Linked DNA regions of Zea mays: region 2 is linked to region 1. A link is a contact called in public Hi-C data. All regions are on one chromosome and are shown on one strand. Each heading gives the region's core, a stretch centred on a gene start, on an enhancer-like site or on the middle of the called end of the contact. The rest is flanking DNA. Distances are from core to core; before and after follow the strand shown.

Region 1 (5,186 bases), core at 233-2,732:
GTCGCCGTCGGCCATCGCCGTTGGGTTGGGATGGGCAGAGGGAAGGGGACGATTGGCGTGGGCCGGTGGGCAAGGGCGTGGCTCCGCCCAATTTCACATTGCAGCATGCTGGGCCTTAGGTCCACGTTGAGAATATACGCCGCATACAAACAAGCGGGCTTGCATCTCTCGGCCTAATATTACACCGCATAGTCAAATGCATGTCCATGTGTTCTTTATTACCCAACTAGAAATTCGGTGCATCGTTTATAAGTCTATTGCTGATCGAAACACACACTGAGCTTTGGTAGGAAACACGAAGAAAGAAGTTCCAACAGGAAAGTTTCTTGTCTAACATCGAGCTTTCGTAGGAAAAACGAAGAAACAAAAAAGTTCCAGTGAAACCTCATCCTTTGGTTTTCCTATGTTTTTCCTATATACTCAACTAAACACCCATTCTAACAAAATTTCTCTGTTTTTTATTTCTCTGTTTTTTTTCACGTGCATTTCTATGCTATTCCTGTATTGTTTCGATGGTGCGTTCTAAAGGAGGCCTTAAAAATATCTCCCGAAAAGTAATATGTTATCGGCAGTGAAGAAAAAAGTGCAATTCTACTGTATATATCCTAGTTTTTACTTTAGTGATAAGCTAACGATATAATTTTTAATAGGTAACGAAGCTTAGCAAAATAGGCGTGCGTGGAGTAACGCGGTAACTGATCGTTGACACTACAAAACTGGTAATCGCGAGCCAGGCTAAAAGTAGAAACAGTGGGTCAATTATGATTGAGTAGACAGTAGTAGAGCATGTTAGTGAGCGCATGATGTCAGTACGCACCTATAGGGGTGCAGGAGGATTCCCTTGACCTTGTACGTCCGGAACAGGAGCGGGCGCCGCCCGTCCTCGCCGCCGTCGTCGACGGCCTCCGCCGCCTCCTTGTCGTCGACGGGCGTCCAGTACTTGTCCATCGGGCTGACGACTACCGCTGCAGGCCTCCTCTGCTTCCTCGTGCCGTGCTGCTTGCCGTTGCCGTTCGCCGCCACAGACGTCGGCACAGTCGTCGTCGTCGCGCCCCCGGCAACGCCGCCGACGTCGGTGCTGCCCCCGTGATGGCCGCCGGCAACGACGACAGCGCCATTATTCGCCGGCGCCTTAGGAGCCATGCTCTGGTCGACGCGATGATCAGTCAGTGGCAGGCAGCTGGCTACTAGCTCTGCTAGTAGAGACTGAATTAGCTGGGCTGCTGGTCGGTAGCTATAGCTCACTTGCTCGGTGCATGCAGCACTGAGAACTGAGCAGAGCGGCGTAGAGGAGTGTGCAGATATATGCTGAGTAGTGACTAGTGAGTCTACGTATAAAAAAATCACGCACACAGGGGGCCGATCCGATCACTGGATCGTCGGTTAGAAGCAGTCGAAAGAAGGTCCCCGCAGACTGTCGGCTGGCCTCGTCGACGACCCGACCTATCCGCACCACGGGGGTACACTGAGCTACAGTGTGCTCGACCAGCTGCTCATTATTTTGTGTGCATTATTCGCAAATAATAACGGCTAGCATATGCAACACATGCCACAGGAGCCCAGGCCCCAGGCCGGGCCAAGAAGATTATTCGCAAATAATGACTGCATGTTCAACGGGAGGCCGGATGATTTGACTGAATATAACGGCTACAAGTCGTTCACGCGTGGCTAGTTTATCAGGACTGTACATTTCGTAGATAAAGTCTAATAATGGCTAGTTTCAGTGATAGATGGACAGCTAGCAAGCAAGGTGTGTTCGTCAGTTATCAAAAAAAAATAACATGGCTGTAATTGAGTCAATCACTACGTACCCTCTTATATCATGGTCTTTGTATTTCAGAATCCAATCATGCACGTACGCAATTCAGAAGAAAAAAAAAAGAATTCTAATATTCTGGAAGTTATTGGTCGTACCAAACAAAATGCATGCATATAGGTCCATCGATCGATTGTCTGTATTCAAGTGATTCCAGCCAATTAAGATCGAATCATAGATCAATTAAACCACGGCCGCGCATGTTTTTTTTTTTTTTGTTATTTCGAATTGATACAGTCATGTGAGGTGCATTGCAGGGACGCCGACGACCGATGCTGGCATGCGCTGCTGCCTAACGGATGGAAGCTAGAAAACAAAAGGCTTGCTTTGGAGAATGCAGAGATCGATGGTGGCTTGGATTTATTATTACATACTGTACATAGCGATCGTCCTGTCCATGTGCCGCAGATCGCTCGTCGCCACGCTTACTGACATCCGACGGCAACGCAGCGCACGTCCGTCGTCCCCTCCTAGATGTGTGCTGCTCCTGCTGCCAGTCTTGCTCTTGTAAGTGCGGGTTCACACCGACAACAAGCGCCGCAGCCCACAGAGAAGTAGAGCACAGGTAGATATTCGAGATTCAGCACGTGCACAAGCGTTGTTTTGTACTTATACGGCAGAGCTGCATGCTGTAGTCTATATACTGGCAACTATACCGAGCGTTCACTGGATCCCTAAAATTCGTCACGAGTTCCGATTTGATGGGGTTAATTCTCCATCGGTCAATTAGGTGCTTTTGGTTGCGGGATACGTCCCCTGTTGTCCTCTCTAGAGTTTCAATGTGAATTTAGAAGGTTTCTACACATAGTGTCTCACAACTTTCTCCAAACATTCTAAATTTTTTATCACAGCCTCTACATATGATATCATGACACGTGGACAAGTTTCATGATTTTCTGACTTTATTTGTGTTTTATACAATTTTTAAACATGTGCATGTCAAGTTCACGGTCATGTTTAGTGAGCATGTTGCTCGAAGTTTCCGGTACGCTTCTGAAATCGGTCGTAACTTATGCTAAGTAACATGAATATCATTTTTTCATGCACGATTTTCAAAGTTTCGAGTGACCTGCAGTTCAAATTTGAATTTTCCGAAGAATTTCAAAAAAAACGAACTAAATCTACTAACGATTGACAACTATGTTATAATTGTCCACAAATGATACATGTAGGTCTACATAGTGTAGGAACATACCACAAAAAGTTTGGGAGACAAAATCAAAAAAATAAAAATATACTTTGCCGAGTGTCTGCATAAGACACTCGGTAAAGCTTCCTTTGCCGAGTGACAGCTGCGCGGCACTCGGCAAAGAAGCATCTTTGCCGAGAGCCGACGGTTGGCACTCGGCAAAGACTGATGGCCGTCAGCTTTGGGACGGCCAATGACGGCCCTTTGCCGAGAGCCTTCTTTGCCGAGTGTTGTCCTCTGCCGAGTGTCCAGCACTCGGTAAAGGGGCTCTTTGTCGAGAGCCTGACTTTACCGAGTGCGGCTCTCGGCAAAGCCTTCTTTGCCGAGTGCCCGACAAAAGGCACTCGGCAAAGAATCCAACACTCGGCAAAGACTCGGATTCCGGTAGTGGGACGTATGTACGTAGTAGCCCCCCGGTACTTCGTTTGAAAACTGACGGTTATTTGTTAATACTTTGTTTTAGAAGTATATTCGTCTATACTATACACAAAGGGGAGAAAACGAAGATGATTGGAGTCCACTTGGTGGCTCAAGTGCGAAGACAAAAGCGAGGGAGATGAAGAAGTCACGGTGTTAATAACAGCTCGGAAGACGAGGCCACTAATAGATAATACACTTCACTTCTGTGCGAATAAGGTCGAGGGAAGGCAATATACGACATGTGTTCATAACGCGAGGCCTCATCGAGTTATGAATAATAAATCTTACCCGCATAGGGAGAGGGAGTACTACGACTACGACATACACACACGCACACAACACATGAAACTGTGTCGATGTAGTTTTTTTTTTATTTATTATGAAAGCGTAGATGCAGGTAGCTAATTTTAATAAGACGGCTCACTGACCCTACACGATTATATTTTGGAAATGTGATGTGATAGGCACTCAATTCAGCAGCATCAATTGGATCCACACGTAATGCAGGTAGTCCACCACCTGTAGCTGTAGTGTGTGGGCGCCTTGGCATATTGAAGAAACGCGCGCGCGGCACCTTTAGAATCCACCATGTAGAGTAGAGGCACGCGCATTAATTTTGTTTGGATAAGCTAAGAAATAAAACGCTTAGGCTTTCCGATAAACTATTACCATGGCCCGATTATATATAGCGTGACTTAGTGAGCACCTTAGAAATTAGACTCGGTCAGTCTGTTCGGAGGGTCATTGTGGTATTCATTAAGTACTGAGGCCATCATGCATGTGGCCGGTTCTGTAGCTAGACGTGGTGTTCAGCAGCTAGTTTGTTTGTTATGTATATACAAAAGTACGGGGGAACCGCCACTGTCTGCAACCGTAGCAAAGCAGCTTCGAAACTCAGAGCCAAACTAAACTGAGGATAAACTGTGCTGTGAGAGAACTGAGAACCAAATCGTCGATCATCCATAGCTAGCAGAATAGTTGTCTGTGTGCGTGCCTGCCTGCCTCGTACAGGACTCCTCCTCTTCGTCCATCGTCGTCCCCCCACTCTGATCCCTAACAGCATGTGACGGACAGGCAGCACATCCGCATCGACCCCTCGGCGCACGACGACGGATCGGTCGGATTGCCCATCTGCGTCACGCCTCTGCTGGCACGGCGTCGGGTACGCTCCAAATTCCCTGCCCGGCCGGATCGGTCGGAGCAGACGGTCCGTCCACATCTGATGGCAATGTATGCTTGCATTCACGCACTGGGGGGGCCCCCCGCGCGCGCGGGGGCTGAGTGACACCAGATTCCCACGATCCAAACGAGCCATCGTACGTCGTGCGCTGGGTGCCGAGGGCACTATCTATCTATCCGGTGCGTGGTCAGCTTTGCTCGCGTGCGCGCCGCTCGGGACGATCCCATCCCACGCGTCCGCCAGGTGAGGTGCGTACGTGGTCGCCTCACTTGGACGACGGTCATGCATGCGGTCGTCGGTCGCTGCCTCATCGATCGACCCAACTCAACTCCAAGCGGCTTGTCCACCACGGCACCGCGCGTCGTGCTGCGTCATTATTCTCTTGCTTTTTTTTTTTGTTTTCGTTCACAGTCAGGCCCATAGATTCCTCTTTTTTATTTGTGCGAGCGAGACAGGCGGCGCACAGGTTGCAAGAGTGTCGGCGACGGCGATCGGGGATGGAGGAGATTATAAAGCGAATGGGCCGTGACAAATCTGCATGTGTTCCTCGATTCCCTTTCCCTTCTCTACAGCGGCGGTTA
Region 2 (5,756 bases), core at 3,159-5,658, 260 kb after region 1:
AGCCGCCTTTTTAGCATCTATTAGCTACTCTTAGTTGGAGACATTCAAACATCCCTAGCTAATAGTCTAACTATCTATTAGCTACACCCTCAACTACCTATTTATCCAGCTAAAAGTAGCTAATAGTTAGCCAACTATTTGTTTGTCAACTAATTCCATTAGCAACATTTTAACCAGCTAATTATTAGCTCTAGCACATTCAAACGGGGCCTTAGTTTGCAATACAAAATTTCAAAAACGTCACCTTCACTTATCTTTATTGTGGCCCACAATGGAAAGTACCTTATGGCCCCACGCAACCAAGAGACTAGGTAGACATGCATGCCTGTCTCTGCTCGCTACCGTGTCTGCTGGATGATCAAAACTTTGCCAGAAAACATCAGAAGAGTTGTGTTGATCTCTCAGGATAAGATTTACACTATCAAGGAAAACTGCAATTGTAGATCTGCTGAACTGTGGACTAGATTTCCATCCATGGATACTGTAAGTTCTGGAAATGAAGCATTTGAGACAGCTATCCCGATTGGACACCCAGATAATAGTTCTCTTTGAAATAATTCTGAACCAGATACCAGCATAAAAGTTTCCAGAGAGAATATCTAAGCTCAAAGCTTTTCCTTCCCTTTCTTTTTTGTCGTGTGCCCTTAGATCATTGAGCTAACAGATCTTGACAAGGCGCCGTATTGAGCTGGTAAAGCAATGCTCTGAAAAGGAGAGGCTGAATATTTCCACTGTAGTAAGTTGCATTATTTTCTTATGCGTCCGGCAATAAGCTAGAAGATCAGGAGTATAGTACCAACTGATTTAGTATAAACAAGGAGCATGTTAATGTTATAGATACATGGGACTATACTACTGCCATTTCATCCGTGGTGATGGTCTTTCACTTATTATGCTACTATACTACGAGTCTACGACTTTATTGGATGGAGTTACATGGGATTCTTAATGCGTTAAACTTCCAAGTACTGTATCACCTCTCTGGGTACTCCATCTAATTAGTCTAGTGGAAAATCTAAAAATCTGAAGCGTGCATAACAATAGCTATGGTCCATGGATAAGATAGTTAATCTCTAACTAGTTCCTTGTTTATTTAGTTGAGTATAAATTGCTTTGTACTGTGCTCTCGTTTTGAATGCAATCAATGCATTTTTTCCATATATCCTAATTTTTTTAGTCCTGTTCCCCATGGTATTGATAGTTAGAGATAGTGAGAAACTGTTGTCTGTCAAACTGAAGGAAGTTTTCTTTGAAAATGTTCTTTAGTCTAAGAGATCTTGGAAGCAGTGGTTTCCCTCATTGTACCATGCCTGCAACATTCTAGCTTTGCATCTAAAGTCCATAATAACCTGACCGAATCTTCATCCCTGTCTGAATGATCCCATGACTCTACATATATCTAGAAAGTACTTGATTTATGAGCAATACTTGTGTTTTTGACTAATTGCTCCTAAAATAAGTTTAGCTGTGCACATCCTTCTTTAGTGAATGATGCTGAGATTGCTTTTCAAAAATAAAAATACAATACAAAAAATAAGCAAGTAACCCCCAAAAAATTATGTGCACATCATTTGTGTTATTATTTCTTTGCACATGAGAAAACTTAAGCATCTCAATCAATCAACTTCGATGATATCATCTTGATTTTTTACATTTAGTAAGAGAAAATGGGGAATCTTGCATGTGTAATGTAAATGCAACAGTAGTACCTTCCTTGTTTTGGTTATGACATTCTGCACTAAATTTACAGTACTGAAGCATAGTGATACAAAAACTGAGTATATTAGGTTCTAATCATGTACAGATTTACTCATGCTCTTCAAGTATTGCCCTAATAAATTGCAGGTTATCTGATCTATGGACTTTGGAGATGTGAACTGCCTGAAGTAGTACTGCGTGTCTGGGAAGTTGTGCTGTTCTGTGTCTGGGAAGTCTGGTTTGAAGATATATCTGAAAAGAAGTTTATAACATCAGGGCTTTCACCAAGAACTCTCAATGACCTTGGAACAGGAGGCATGTTAACGTCAAGGAATCCCTCGAGGATTTGAACAATCTGACCAGTTGTAGGTCTAGCACTTTCGTCATCTTGGATGCACCAACAGGCAACCTTACAAGCTCTTGTGAGTTCGTCAGCATTTGCATCTCCATTCAGCTTGGGGTCCAACAAGGTCCGCACATCTCCTTCATGAAGCTTGCTGGCAGCAAAGGTTGGGAAAAAGGTGGATCCATGCTGTTCTCCGTGGTCAGAATTTCTCCTGCCTGATATGAGTTCGAAGAGCATCATGCCATAGCTAAAGACATCTGCCTTTGCTGTAATTGCCACACCACTGATCCATTCAGGCGCAAGGTAACCCCTTGTTCCTCTCATTGTTGTCAATACACGGCTGAAGTCTCTGCCTAAGAGCTTTGCTAGACCAAAATCAGCCACCTTAGGCACAAATGACTCATCCAAGAGTATGTTTTCTGGCTTGACATCACAGTGTATAATGCAATCCCTACATTTTTCATGCAGGTAATTTAAGCCCCTTGCTGTTCCAAGTGCTATTTGGTACCTGGTAGCCCAGCTGAGTGCTGTTGTCTCACCAAGGAATAGCTGCAGGTCCAGGGAGCCCTTTGGCATGAACTCATACACAAGCAGCCTCCGTGATCCTTCTGAGCAAAATCCAAGGAGGCGGACCAAATTAACATGCTGTACGGTGCCAATGGTGCTCACCTCAGCACGAAATTGCTTCTCCCCTTGGTGAACTCCATCGAGCCTCTTCACAGCAATGGCTGTTGAATCTGGGAGCTTCCCTTTGAACACCGAGCCAAAGGCACCTCCACCCAGCCTCTCCGAGAAGTTATTAGTGACATGCTGCAGATCACTGTATCTAAAGGCGATCAGTGTGCCCCCAGCAGTCTTGGGTATCCTGAGAGTCCTCTCTCGGCGGTATTTCTGAAATAGGAAGTATGCCACAATAGAAAGGACAATTAAAACTGCAGCAACTCCGCCAACAACTGCACCAATGATCACTGCCTTGCTCCTTTTGGAGCCTGGCAGTTCAGAAGCCGCAAGCCTGAGGAAGAGTGTGCCTCCTCCATTCCCGCTGTATTGATCCTGAAGGTTAATCAGATCCCCATGCCAAACAAAGCAGCCACTACTATTATAAGTATATGCATTACAGGAGCAATTGTTCAGACAAGCCACTTGACAGTCTTGAGAGCTCGCAGCCACAGCAGTCTGAGCATTATCAGGTAGCCTCACATTTGCCATGGTATAGAACTTATCAGGCTGAGCCTGTGAAGAGCTCGAATTGGTCTGGCACTGCAATGGTACTCTCCTTTTGCACCCGCTACTGTAATCCTGGAGGTCCCAATCACTCTGAACCTTCTGGCTGAACCCCCTGATGCAGTTGCAGAATGGCAGTGCATTGAGGTTGCAGCTACCATAGGCCCCACACAGTGCGTACACCTCACACTGTGTCCTTGGCTGGGACCAGAACAAGATCCATGACTGGGAGGCAGGCACCCATGTCAGCTGCTTGATCTGCCCATCCACATCGATGATGAACCTCGAGATGATGCTGTTGTCCTTCATTGAGTAGATGAAGTAGCTCTCGGTGGCATTGTTGATGAACTGGAAGTCATAGTTGTAACCAGAGGTCATCTCTGGCACAAGGCTAAAGATGTTATTATTCCAAGGACCACTGCTCCAGTATGTTATGGAATCATTCCACTGAATTAAGTATTGCGTCGTGCCTCTTGGATCCAACTCCAGTGAGAACAGCCCAGGAGAGGGGTTGGCGGTGTTAGTCCATGGAACAAGCCGCTGGCTCACACCAGTGGTCTTGTTCAGCCCAAGCTTGCCCCCAGGAAGCCAGGTATTGGTGGGATGATCGATGCTTCGCCAATAAACCATGGATGAATTGGTGGCATCTCTGAGGTCGAGGCTACCGCCGTCCTGGAGGACAGCGATGGTGGAATTGGAGCTAGTACTTATGTTCGTCGACCACAGCACCTGCCGATTCTTGGATTGATCAAGGAGGACGAGGTTGCCGTCGCTGCCGATGGTCAAGGCGGCGGTGGTCGGGTCAGCCACCGGCAGATCGGGGTTGGCCATCCACACCGTCGTCTGCAGTGGTATGTTGCTGTACCATATGGCGATGTAGTAGTTACCCTGGTTGGAGGAGGTGTTGGTACCTTGGGGTGGGGTGTAGAAGCCCAAGGTGAACTTGTTGCCCTTGGACACAATCTTCTGCGCGCCGGACAAGGGTGTGGACGAGTTGATGGTGTCGCCGGCTGCGCAGAGAAGGATCTGGCCGAGTAGGAGAGGTAGAAGGAAGAAGACAGGAGCCATGGATGGGAGCTCGGTGGAGCAGCCAGGGCTGGTGCTGGGAGGGAGGAGAGAGGGATTTGGACTTCTGGAGTAATTGGTTGCGGTGGTAGTTGGGTACAGAAGTCTTTATGGACAGCAAGGCTCCACTTCGTGGCCTAATGACAAAATGTGCCGTATTTGACCTGGTGCTATGCTATTTGACAGGTACACAACCAAATAACCAAATAACATAATTCCAGTCTTGCGCTGAAAATGATTACACAAGAATTCTGTGGCTTCTTCTTAGATGAATTGTAGGTAAGGAATGTGCTCTTCGATTTCTCTGTCCGCTGAAAATTCGCCGGTCATTTTAATTGATTTTTGCAGCCTTGTGTTCAGCTGGTTTGTTGTGCAGCTGAACACGGCACACATTATTTTTCTTGATTCATACCTGTGAGCAGAAACGCTAATATCTGTTACGTGATGCTGACCGTTGGCTGAAATTATTTTTTTTAGGAAAGACGAGAGCGAATGGTGGGAAGCCAACGGAAGTGTTGCTGATTTGTGGCGGCGGCGGCGGCGGCGGCTAAAGAGCCAGCGCGCAGGGGCTGGCTTGGAGTAGTTTAACGAGACGGTCGTTCGTGGCTAATCAGTCAGGACTTCGTCATTCATTGCTAATACTTTGCTAACGTTCAGGTTTCCACTACCGATTATTCGAACTTTGATCTGGTCACCTCCTGTTTTCTCTGGTGAGGTCTTCTAGAATGGCACGGTCGGACTAGACCAAAGAACACGGTGCGTACCAGTACCAGGCCTGTCTCTCTGCAATGCGAGTGCTGTCGTTTGTCACATGATAGCGGTGTCGTGAATTGTCATCGATTAAAGAGATGCTACTAGTATTTTGTGAGAGTGAGACGCTGACGAGTGTGTTACGTCCGTGGTCTGATCTCTTTTGTCCTTGAACCGACCGAGTAGATACTCCTATTTTGGTGGTAGGGATATGTATATATGTACAGAGATGATATTCTGGTCTCAATCCTCCTTAAAATTCGTCTGTCAAAAGCATGTTCACTGGGAGGTGTGAGGGGTCTCTCCGTGCATTCAATTCAAGAACCATTAATTTTGGGGAGACCCGGCATTGGTTAGCATTAACTGGAGGTAGATGTATGTACTTTACTCCCTGAAATCCAAAGGGGATGAGGACAGCTGGACAGGTCTGCCCTGAGCCCTGACCCTTTGCAATCAGGCATTCATGTCTACCTGTGAAGACTATAGGCTGAGGACGAGGACTCGAAAGAGTTGACCGAGTCTATGCGCATTCCACAGTGGAAGGAGCCTGAATTGATTAGGTACCTTCGTTTTTAAGGCTGTCTTCGGTGGATCGTGTAAAATAGGAGACACGGCACTGTAGATGATATTGTTTTAAACTGTTTATAGAGTAAAGTTTAAAATAAAGAATAAG

What was found. A called contact is a pair of places that touch in the nucleus more often than the background predicts.
Region 2: a Hi-C map of ear shows a contact between it and region 1, with 2.5 times the contacts expected there. The contact joins the promoter of LOC542664 here to the promoter of LOC103633280 in region 1. A contact is called at or near these places in 4 of 25 Hi-C or Micro-C datasets (ear, leaf and tassel).

What each region holds. Positions count from the first base shown.
Region 1 is chr7:165,185,995-165,191,180 of Zm-B73-REFERENCE-NAM-5.0, forward strand. It overlaps LOC103633280 (probable mixed-linked glucan synthase 8), which reads right to left and starts at 1,483. Exons shown (of 3, transcript XM_008654981.4): 1 at 818-1,483. The coding sequence starts at 1,143.
Region 2 is chr7:165,444,529-165,450,284 of Zm-B73-REFERENCE-NAM-5.0, forward strand. LOC542664 (S-domain class receptor-like kinase 3) reads right to left here and starts at 4,409. Exons shown (of 1, transcript NM_001112185.2): 1 at 1,579-4,409. The coding sequence starts at 4,336. The coding sequence ends at 1,856.